Linked DNA regions of Arabidopsis thaliana: region 2 is linked to region 1. A link is a contact called in public ChIA-PET data. All regions are on one chromosome and are shown on one strand. The core of a region is the stretch at or near the end of the contact, and the rest is flanking DNA. Distances in the headings are between cores, read along the strand shown. Region 1 holds the start of RPT1A (regulatory particle triple-A 1A). Region 2 holds the start of PME1 (pectin methylesterase inhibitor 1).

Region 1 (5,629 bases), core at 1,329-3,828:
TCTTTCCTCGTGAAATATTTTAGGCTTTGTCGGTCTCGTTACCTTAAAGTTTCGATTTTTCCTTTGAATATACGAAACCCACGTCGTTTAAAGCAATACCCAGATGACAAATTGACATTTCATAACTAAAGATCGGAGCTTTTTCGTAGTTAAGTGATCATGAGAGCGAGATTGGTGGTTTTTCCGATCAAAGGGAAGAAATGGTGTTTCAGCAGATCTGTTGACCCTTTCGCTGCTCAATCACCGTCTGGTGTTACTCCGACCACTGTACGAGGTTTATGGAAGAAGATATCATCTGAATCGAAACCCATCAATGCCAACGCAGAGCTTCTCGTCGATTTCATCTCTGACAAGGTAAAATTACATTGAAATTTTGTTCTCTCTATAGAATTCATACCCGTGTCTCTATGTGGCGTCTGAAACTTTTTTCTCTTTATAGAATTCATACCCGTGTGTTTATGTGGCGTCTAGTGAGATTTATTGGGTGTATAACATTTCGACCAATGAATAAGCTTTTGGTTCTGTTTCTGATTAAAGGTTTTTGACAACGAACCTCATTTAGGACCACTAGAAATGAGATAAAAGAATGGCTTTTTTTAATCAGTCTTCCTCCTTGATTTCTCCAATACTAAGTTTGAAGAAATGTTGTTGTTGTTGTTGTAATGGTTAGATGAATAAAGCTTGGGTGGGTCTTGAGAAAGCGCCTGATGGATCAATAAAGAACAAGATTCATGGGTTTGTAAAATCTCTACCTTTTTGTATTTTGAGACATTTCTTGAGGCTTTGGTCTTTGTTTGTTGATAGGCTTATTAATGTCAAGTTGTGGTTGGAATGTATAGGTTTGGATTGAAGCTTCTGGCTCGTGTTAAGCCTTCTGAGATTTTCTTGAAGTCTATATCTAAGGAGGTCACTTCTGTACAAGTCACTTATCCTCCGAGGTTCTATTTACTCTCCTTTTCTTGAAATTCTGTAAACTTGAGGATAAGTATCTCTCTTATGAATGTCTTCATGAGTATATATTCTGGTGAATTTGGATTGGTTATCGTTTTAGCTAATCCATGTCAAATGTTTTCAGTTTAGATCCTAGACTCGTACGCAGGAGACTACGGCACATTGCCATGAGGTAAATCACTTTGCTACCCGTTGTCTCAAATGATGAAACTTTATATCCGATTTCACGTGTAATAGATTCAGAATCCCTGTTCCTTCTAACACTTATGTTTTCTAATTGGATTTGCAGTGGAACAATCCTGCACAAGAAGTACCTAGTTGGTTCAGTTACTTTGCTTCCATTGACCAGTGCATTTATGGTATGTATAGTATGAAGCTAGCCCTCAAGAACCTTAGCAACTAACTCGTTTATTTTCATCGAATCTCATAACCACCAAACCCTTTTGTTCTTTCCAATTAGGTATTGCCATTACCAAACATACCATTCTTCTGGGTCTTATTCCGCACATATTCTCACTGGCGGGCTCTTCAGGTCTGTCATAACTTCTCGATACATACTTCCATTATCTAGAGGTTTATATAAACCCGAAATCATCTTTATTGACACTTCAGGGAAGTGAGAAGCTGCTTAAGCTCATCTCAAACGAGGCAAATCCTGATAAACCAGACTCAACTGATGATGCAGATGAAAGCAAGAACAGCAACACCAAGCCGGAACAAAAATCTCAATCTCCCACTTGTGTAAGCTGATCTATTTGTCATCAAAGATACTCAAATCAAAAGTTTTTTTTTTTGGTTCTTAATTGTCTTTGTTTACTCATAAACAGATTTTGCTTCCATCGGAAGAGTTATATCAGCTAATTCGTGAAGCTAGCGAGGAAGGACTCGACGAGGCGACCATAATAGAGATTTGCAAATCCTTTGATCTCAATAAGAACGATGTTCTTAAATATCGCAATCTAGTCTAACTCTTTTGGCATTTTAGGCTTCTTTTTTAGAACATAATTTTAGCTGTTTGAAGCTATAACTTACGCTCCAATTCTTTTTTTTTTTTGTCTTTTGATTCCTTGTTGCTTTAAAAACTTCTTTGTTACTTGGAAACAGTTGAGAATTTTGAACGAGTACAAGGTTACTCTAAACATAAAAATAAGTTTTCTCAGAACTATTGGAAAAAACAAGAGTCACAGAAAAAGGAAAAAAAGAAATGATACAAAAACAAAAAAAAACTCGAATATGGGCCGAAATTAACAGCTCAATTTACACGTGTGAGGGTTGTAGGCAATCCGGTTTATGGATTAGTTTCGGTTTAGTTAAATTTTTTTATCTAATAATTGAAACTATATAAAACCATTTGTAATTCAGTTAAGTTTGATGCAAATTCCGTTTTGGTAGGGGTATATGTTTCAATTTCGTTTTAGTTATCCGAATTTAGAAGAAGAAGAAGAAAGAAAAAAAATGGTTAACAAACAAATTCGGTTCAGTTTTGGTTGATTTGGTTGCGGTTTTTTTCGCTCAACCTAGTTTGACTGGCACGTGGGATTATTTTGATCTGACCTCTCCAACAAGACAGAAAATATGGGCCTCGCTTAAAAAGCCCATTTTACACGTGGGAGCGGCACGTGTGGTTCTTAGCTTATATCACGTCACCACGAGACTAAACGCAAATTAGAACTTCTTTACCCTTTCGAGAAAAAAGAAAAGAAAAAAGAACTTGTTTTCCTCTTCAGCAAGACACATAAATCGTAATCCATTTTCTCTCAACTTTAGGAATCTCAAATCTCCGATTTGGAAATCCGGCGACAATGGTGAGAGATATTGAAGATGAGATTAGAGACGAGAAGAATCCTCGTCCTCTTGATGAAGATGATATCGCTCTCCTCAAGACTTATGTAAGCCTTCCCCTTTTAGAACCCTAAGTTTTATTGGGGTTTTCGATTTTTACTCTTCTGATTCATCGGAGAATTCGGATCTACACTAGATTTTAGTTACTCGAATGTGAGGGTTTCGTCTCTTTGCAAACCAATTTGATGTTTCCTCCTGAGCTAGATATGTTCTTGATGAGCTTGATTTTTCTACTTGGTTCAGTTTTTTTTGCTAATTACTACTTATATGAGTGAATCTGCCTCACTGTTTGAATTTATTCCAAGTGGAAATATTCATAGTCATGCTTTGTTGTATCTGTTATCTCTCCATATGTTGTGTTGCTGACCTTGTTAAATCTCATTCTCTGCAGGGGTTAGGGCCTTACTCTGCACCTATCAAGAAAGTGGAGAAAGAAATTAAGGATCTCGCCAAGAAGATCAACGATCTATGTGGTATGTGCACACTCTTTGTTGCTCAATTGTTTGGGTTTACTTCGATTAGCTAGTGACTAAAAGGGTTATTGGTTGCTTTTATGGTTCAGGTATCAAGGAGTCTGATACTGGTTTAGCTCCTCCCAGTCAATGGGATCTTGTATCTGATAAGCAAATGATGCAAGAAGAGCAACCTCTGCAGGTAAGCATATTCTTTCTTTGATAATTCTCTGAATCGTCTTTTATTTCATGGTAACTATAAGAGATTAAAGGGTTGACGTTTTCTCTATCCAGGTTGCGAGATGCACAAAGATTATAAGTCCAAACACTGAAGACGCCAAATACGTCATAAATGTCAAACAAATTGCTAAGGTACATTAAATCCCTTAGCTGCATAACCAATTATGTGTTTTCGAACCATTTGATGTTTGGTTATACTGATTAGTTGTGGTTCTTAATTCCAGTTTGTTGTTGGACTTGGCGATAAAGTTTCTCCCACTGATATTGAGGAAGGCATGCGTGTTGGGTATGTCCTGTTCCTCACTGTATCTTTCTATGTTTTGTTTGCTTCAGTTCAATTCCTTTTGTCGTTGTAAATTTTTCATATGGATACAAATTTATGAGAACTTTCTGTCTCTGATTTATACTTGCAGAGTTGATCGGAATAAATATCAGATTCAGATTCCTCTACCTCCCAAAATCGATCCTAGCGTGACCATGATGACTGTCGAAGAGAAACCTGATGTAACTTACAATGATGTTGGTGGATGCAAGGAGCAGATTGAGAAGATGCGAGAGGTATGTTGAAATTTTGTTGATATCCCCTCTCCTTATCTTACAATGTCTTACTTAAGTTAGTGTGATGTAAGATGTTTTGTTGTCTTTGCTGATGCAGGTTGTTGAACTGCCAATGCTTCATCCAGAGAAATTTGTGAAGCTTGGAATAGATCCTCCCAAGGGTGTTCTCTGCTACGGACCTCCTGGTACTGGTAAAACTCTTCTGGCTAGAGCTGTGGCCAACAGAACCGATGCTTGCTTTATCAGGGTTATTGGAAGTGAGCTTGTTCAGAAGTATGTTGGTGAAGGAGCTAGGATGGTTCGTGAACTGTTTCAGGTAATTGATTGTGAACACTCCTTTTTGCTACTTGAGTTTGTCAAGCCAATGCTGCTATATTTTGTTCTGAATTGTATAATAATACTCTCTTTTCAGATGGCACGGTCCAAGAAAGCCTGCATTGTGTTCTTTGACGAAGTTGATGCCATTGGTGGTGCAAGATTTGATGATGGTGTTGGTGGTGATAACGAAGTCCAACGTACTATGCTTGAGATTGTGAATCAGCTTGATGGGTTTGACGCACGTGGTAACATCAAGGTTCTTATGGCAACAAACAGGTCAGTTACGATTCCCTCTTACCATCTTCAAGTAAACTACAAAACCCAATAATACTGCTTGACTCATTGGTGTTTCTGTATTAACTCTTCAATCCAGGCCTGACACACTAGACCCAGCTCTTTTACGTCCTGGACGTCTTGACCGTAAGGTTGAGTTTGGTCTACCTGACCTGGAGAGCAGAACACAGATCTTCAAGATTCACACAAGAACCATGAACTGCGAAAGAGACATCCGTTTCGAACTCCTTGCTCGCCTCTGCCCAAACTCAACGGGTATTGATGATCCCTTGACCATGAAACAGCTTTTCTGTCTTTTGGAATTTGTTCTGACTTTGGGTTTTGTAAATCTTGTCTTTTTGCAGGAGCTGATATTCGAAGTGTATGCACTGAAGCAGGAATGTACGCAATCAGAGCTAGGAGAAAGACTGTGACTGAGAAAGACTTTCTAGACGCAGTGAACAAAGTCATTAAAGGTTACCAAAAGTTCAGTGCCACTCCCAAGTATATGGTCTACAATTAGAGAGATTGAGACAGATAGAAGAACTCCGAAATAAAACTCCGAAACACTCTTTGTTCTTTGTTTGTGTCTCTTCCCTTCAAGCTCTTTTGTAGTACTTGTTTCACAACTTATTCCAGTAACTCGGGTTTATCTTCTTCAATGTCTACTACTTTTGGATTCATAAATTCTTTGTTAAGTTTTTTTTTTTTTGTGAATTCACGTCTTTTGAAATTGATAACAAGTTGATGATCAAGAATTGAACCAAGCCCAAATAGAACCAATGTAGAAGATTACAAGAAAGAATTTTGTTCATGTAAAGGATCTAGAAGCTACACCTTTGGAACATACAATTACAATAAAACAATGGGATTATACAATGTATGAGGTTGCTTTTTTCTATCTTCCAATTGTCTATGATTAACATCCGACGGAGCAAAGTGTTTGTCTTTTCTCTTGGTAGAGGCATTTACATGTAATCACTGGTCGTGTCGGC
Region 2 (5,629 bases), core at 1,039-3,538, 33 kb before region 1:
GGGATACACAAAATACAACTATGTTGGAAAAAATTACAGATCATGCATAAGTGTCAAACAAATATAAAGTAGATCACAACCGGATGTTTTCAAAAACAAGCTACGAATCCAATTGTATTGTCACTATATTAAGATAGCTGATTGATCACTCCTGTTGCCGGTATCCAATCAGCTCCGTGTAAAAGCGTAGCCACTGTAAACTTCGCAGCCTCGGCGTCCGACATAACCGGTTTATATCCAGCCCATTTAACTCTCTGCGTTACATCTGAACCCGGGCCCGTATTCTTATACTCTCCGTAGACAATACTTGCTGGTGGATCAACTCCAGAAACCCATGACATCCACCCGGACGGTCGAACCACTGCTCCAATCACCGTCTCCATAATAACCGTCGTGGAAAACTCCTTCCACGGCCGGCCAAGATACGTGGGAGCAATCACATTGCCGTTTGCGGAGATAGTGCATCGTTGAATCGACATCCCCGAGCTTTGGTTCGGATCTTTTTTGCCCTGAGCGGTTATGGTGTTGAATTGGTTAGAAAGAGGCTGGCGAGGCATGATTTTGCAGCCTTGGAAAACGACCGCAGCACTTCCGAAAATGAAGTCGATTGTCCCAGTAACGTCGCAGTCACGGTAGAATTGGCGGTTGGAGTGAGGGTAAAGAGTGTCTTGAAAACCATCGAATGAGCATTGGTAATAGACTGAGAAATCAGAGCCTGATCGGAATGCCACAGCTTGGTGTTTTGCTGCTCCCGCGGTGTTTATGATTCCAATATCCTTCATTATAAATCCTTTGCCTTGTATAGCTGCATCAAAAGAGAAACTTAACAACCATAGCTAAATTGGTAAACTATGTAACAATGTCAAGTCTTTTTTGTTCTTACCTAAACCAAATCAAATTTGACCTCTTCACTAATCTTAACAACTTAATCAAAGATAATAATAAGGAACAAGGGAAGAAGAGGACTCACCAAACGTCGCCGTTTCGTAAGTAGGAGTCCCGTCGACGAAGTTCTTGCTGCCGGAAATAATGGTCTTCCCTTTGCCGTCACCGTAAATCATAACGTTCCATTTACTCTTATCCATCACAACATTCTCAACATAAGTTCCACTCTTCACATAAATCACAAACATCTTCAAACTCTTCTTCGGCACCTTAGCCACCGCTTCATTCACAGTCAACACATCACCGGTTCCATCACCCGCCACCGTCACATCAGGCTTTAAACCTGCCGTTTGCAACAACCTCCGTCGTGCCCATTTCTCAAAATCCACACTTTGCTGATGATGATGACTCATCAGTCTTCTTCTCCTGTGTATCGGAATCCCCAAATCGCTTAACGCAGAAAGAATCTTCGATACTATTGCAAGACTGTTACTTGTGAACTCCGTTGATCTACTCATTGCCGATTTCAGATTCTGAGTAATCGTCGAGTTCGCATACTCTGTTTTGTTCTGTTTCAACTCATCTAACGAATCGAAACACGTCTCGTGATCTGTTACCGTTGCGCTTAGCCAAGTTTTGAGATCTTCGATTTTGGAAGATGACAAAGTTTTCTTCTTTTCTTCGTCATCAATGGCGGAAACAGTGTCGTTGAGTCGATCTAAAGCATCTTCGATCAGATCTCCACAAACCCTTAACGCAGATTTGATTCTTTCGTCTTCAGTCTCTTTCGATAGCTTCTCCGGTAAATCGGAAATCGAATCAAGCTCATCGATGATTACTTTCAATGAGAGCTTGAATAGAGTCTCTGGATCTGTTGTGTTGGAAGATGGAAGCTTTGAGATACTTGAAATGCAAGATTCAGGGAAACGAGTTACACTGCAAATGGCTTTGAGTGAAGTGGATGGTGTTAACTCGGGAGGTGGACTCGGTGTTGACTCGTTTTTGTTCTTGTGAACGACGGTGGCGACTACGGCGGCGATTATTACGGCGATGAGAACTACGACGGAGATGGATAGTAGAAGTAGACGTTTTCTTGTCTTTTTCTTCAATGCTAAATCTTGAGCTTCGTCTACTTTTCCATATCCTTTGAAGGAGTTCACTGAATCCATTAATTCCTACAAAAGCAAAGCTCCTTTTTTTCTGGTTTTTGGGATTATTACTAAGATTGTTTGGGCTTTGTTATGTTCTGTTGTTTATGTTAGAGAAGACATGTTGTTGTTTGCCTTTTTAAGTGGGATTAAGTAAATGTGAATGATGAACGTGACGCGCTTGTTCCACGGTGACTTCTTGTCGTCTAAGTGTGTGTGTAGGATCTTGCATGTGAAGATTCATGATAACGTTGTAATTATTTTGATTAATCAACTTGATTATATTGTAATTTGGTTTAAAGACAAAAAATGGTTTTATGTATTATGTATATGTCAAAGTCGTCTACATCCGTAGTAGGTCCATAGAAAGCGAACATTCTTTACAATTCTATGGGTTCCTCGGTATATTTTTCAAGCATACACATTGGAGAGAACCAAAAAAAAACACATGAAAATGTCTACAAATTAAAAGAAAACAAAGAACATTATCTTAGCAAATATTAAAATGGCCATGTGCGTCTCTAACATGTGGCGTCCCTATCTCTATCTCTTTAGGGCTTTAATGCCGACAAGTGACACAACACCAACATTGTGTTTGATTCCCGGTTTATCTTAATTTATGAATTAGAATCAAGTAATCAACCCAATAAACCCCGTAAAGTCCGGTTATTTAGGCCTTAAAACTATACCAGCCCGAGTTATGCATTGACTTGGTTCAACTTGAGAATCATATATGAACATCGATTTAATGATACATGTAGATAGAGAAATACAATGTTTATTAAAATAATAAGTCAATCTTTTAATTTCAAAGACTTAACGAGAAAGGAAAACCGGTCGACGCTAACCAGCCTCCACCACCAATAAACTGACCAGCCGTAAATGGCTGAGCTTCTGTATCACTTGTAATTACCTTATAGCCCTTCCACTTCACTCTATTTGCAGTTCCTGCCCCTCCTCCTCTATTCAAATACTCTCTATAAGTTAGAGTGTCCAACGCAAAACTCCCGCTCCACTCATGCCATCCTTCGGGTCGGATCACGTCGGATATATCCGATTGCATTATCACCGTCCGTGAATATTCCTTCCAAGGACGACCAAGATACGTCGGGAACGTTCCTTTCACGGCCAAAAGATCCGACGTGCCACCAATACGACAATTCTGGATCACAATCCCCGTGTTTTGATTCGGATCAGACCGTCCTTGGGCGGTAACCATGTTTTTCTGACCGGAATTTGGTCTGCGTGCATTTATATCGCAGTCTTGTAAAACCGCGGCTGCGTTTCCGAAGATGAAATCGACGGTTCCGGTTATGTGACATTTCACAAAGAATTGACGATTTGAGTGGACATAAAGTGTGTCTTGATAAGCAAACATGTCGCATTGGTAAAAAGCGGAAAAATCTGATCCGACTCGGAGAGCCACCGCTTGATGCTTCGACGGACCGGCGGTGTTTTGGAATGTGATGTCACGCGCTAGAAACCTCTCGCCGACGGCAGCTACAGTCAATAGAAAACAGTACTATCATTTAACCGTGGAAATGAGTTACGATCGTGTCTACGTTATCATCTACCAACAAAACGTTACACATGCGTCATTATTACATTCTTTTTACATACAAACAAATGTGTATGTCAGTATGTGTTGTTAGCTATTACGTGATACTACTGTTTACTTAATTCCTTAAAAATAAAATCAAAGAAGAACAGTATTTACCAACAGTAGCGGAGTGGAAAGTGGTGCTTCCATCGACGACATTTCTACTTCCAGTGATAATAGTTTTGCCACGGCCATCTCCCAAGAACATTATATTCGTCTTCTTCTTCGTCACTTCCACATTCTCTCTATAAACTCCTGCCTTTATATGTATCACAAACCTCTTGTTACTCTTCTCTGGCGCCGCAGCCACAGCCGCGGCTACCGTTGTAAAGTCACCGCTTCCGTCATCCGCCACCGTAGCGTCTGCTTTAATTGTTGACCCTTGAAGAAGCCTTCTGTCTCCAACGGATAACCACTTTGGCCATCCATCACTGTCTAAGTCGCCGGTAACCTCCTTGAGCTTGCGGTTGTTGTTGTTGGTGAAGGTTGAAGACTTATCTCTTAGCTCAAAGTTGGCTATGTCGGTTTCTGTCATGTTCTTGATCATTGCTAATGCGTTGCTACACATGTGCTCCACGTGTACCTGTTTTGATACCGTTCAATATTATAAAGCTGTTACATATTAAAAGATTTCCTAGTAAAACAAATGTTTTGGGTACGTATTTGAAGAGTTAAGTGCTCTAATTATGGACCAACTATAATCACTACATTATTTTACCGAGTAAGTCGTATGTCGAAGATAATACTATAATCTAAACTTTTAAAAGAGTAAAACTATTTACGTACCTGACCCTTCAATAACGCCTTACGAACTTTCCTATCGGCGTCGTCGTAAGAGAAACCGTCAAGGCAAGTCCCTTGATTAGTAATGGCTGAGCTGATTAGTGTTTTGAGATCATCGGCATGTTTCCTCAGAGATTTTTGCTTAGGATACTGATGAAGATCCTCCACCGCCACGTGGAGCTCATCTAACGTCTCGTCGATTGTCTCCAAACAGTCGTGAAGCGCCGTGACCTCACGCGGTGTCAAACCTTTTCTCTTCGCGATCAGCTTCTTGACAGCGAAGTAGTTGTGTTTCACGGCTTTGGTAGTTAGGTTAAGTGACGCTTCGATGACTTCTTTCTGTGACGTCAGCTCTTTTCCTCCGGTGGCTGCCACGGCGGAAAAACAGAGCTCCGGGTATAGTGTTGAGCTGCAAACAGATTTTAGAATGGCGTGTGATGTCGAAGATAGAGTTGTGATTTTTTGGTTTTTGTTTTGGTTTGTTGTTGTGGCGGCGATTCCGACTATGGAGGCCAATAATAGCAAGGCTATTGCGGCGGAGGAGAGAATGAGTTTCTTGTTGTTTTTGAAATCTGAGAATTTGGATATGAATTCTTTGATTGGTGCCATTATTCTTAACAATGTTGTTGTTTGTGAGGGAATAGAAGATGGTGGAATAGGGTTTATATTGTTGAGTTTTGAGATGAAAAACTATATAATATAAATTGTTTAAAAGTATTTATTTTTTGTCTTTCTAATGTTTTACTTGCTTGGCTGTATGCATTAATTATTTGAGTGGTGCATTTTCAAACTTTTTTAGGTCCACATTTGATATCCTATGTTTATAAAATAATTAGCTCTTTACAATATTTGTAAATTATAATTTTCTTGATTTGTATGAACATGCGGTATTTTGATTTCCGATGAGGAAGAAGCGACCACTTTCATCCACGTTGATACTCATATAAGTCATAAACATGATGAGACAACATAATAAATCTAGTAATTTCTTATTCTTTGAGTAGTATATTTCAATGAAAGCTGTCCAACTTTTTAGTTATATGGATAACACACCGAAATCGAACTATAACAGCTTTTGAAACTTTTTGAATCATATCGAAATAAAACTCTTCTTAAAGAATTTTTGTCGTGTTTATACGTCTTGTGTTTATCATGAATAAGATGGTGTTGTTTTTCATACTCTAACTAAATTTATAACTATAGAAATAATAGA

The links. ChIA-PET counts read pairs in DNA pulled down with a chosen protein or histone mark.
Region 2: a contact with region 1 is called in an H3K4me3 ChIA-PET map of shoot, with 10 read pairs. The contact joins the promoter of PME1 here to the promoter of RPT1A in region 1. A contact is called at or near these places in 1 of 26 Hi-C or Micro-C datasets (rosette leaf) and 1 of 2 datasets of contacts at active chromatin or transcription factors (shoot).

What each region holds. Positions count from the first base shown.
Region 1 is chr1:20,065,449-20,071,077 of TAIR10.1, reverse strand. It overlaps RPT1A (regulatory particle triple-A 1A), which reads left to right and starts at 2,578. Exons shown (of 10, transcript NM_104252.3): 1 at 2,578-2,840; 2 at 3,185-3,266; 3 at 3,356-3,447; 4 at 3,540-3,617; 5 at 3,710-3,771; 6 at 3,899-4,043; 7 at 4,141-4,359; 8 at 4,456-4,637; 9 at 4,735-4,910; 10 at 5,000-5,629. The coding sequence starts at 2,754. The coding sequence ends at 5,157. It overlaps AT1G53760 (K+-H+ exchange-like protein), which reads left to right. Exons shown (of 8, transcript NM_104253.3): 1 at 1-354; 2 at 671-735; 3 at 840-938; 4 at 1,076-1,123; 5 at 1,241-1,310; 6 at 1,412-1,483; 7 at 1,564-1,692; 8 at 1,779-2,113. The coding sequence starts at 160. The coding sequence ends at 1,919. It overlaps SRF6 (STRUBBELIG-receptor family 6), which reads right to left. Exons shown (of 16, transcript NM_001084247.2): 16 at 5,365-5,629. The coding sequence ends at 5,603.
Region 2 is chr1:20,097,958-20,103,586 of TAIR10.1, reverse strand. It overlaps PME1 (pectin methylesterase inhibitor 1), which reads right to left and starts at 2,288. Exons shown (of 2, transcript NM_104261.3): 1 at 971-2,288; 2 at 1-805. The coding sequence starts at 2,054. The coding sequence ends at 129. It overlaps PME2 (pectin methylesterase 2), which reads right to left and starts at 5,065. Exons shown (of 3, transcript NM_104260.5): 1 at 4,420-5,065; 2 at 3,751-4,216; 3 at 2,609-3,533. The coding sequence starts at 5,025. The coding sequence ends at 2,842.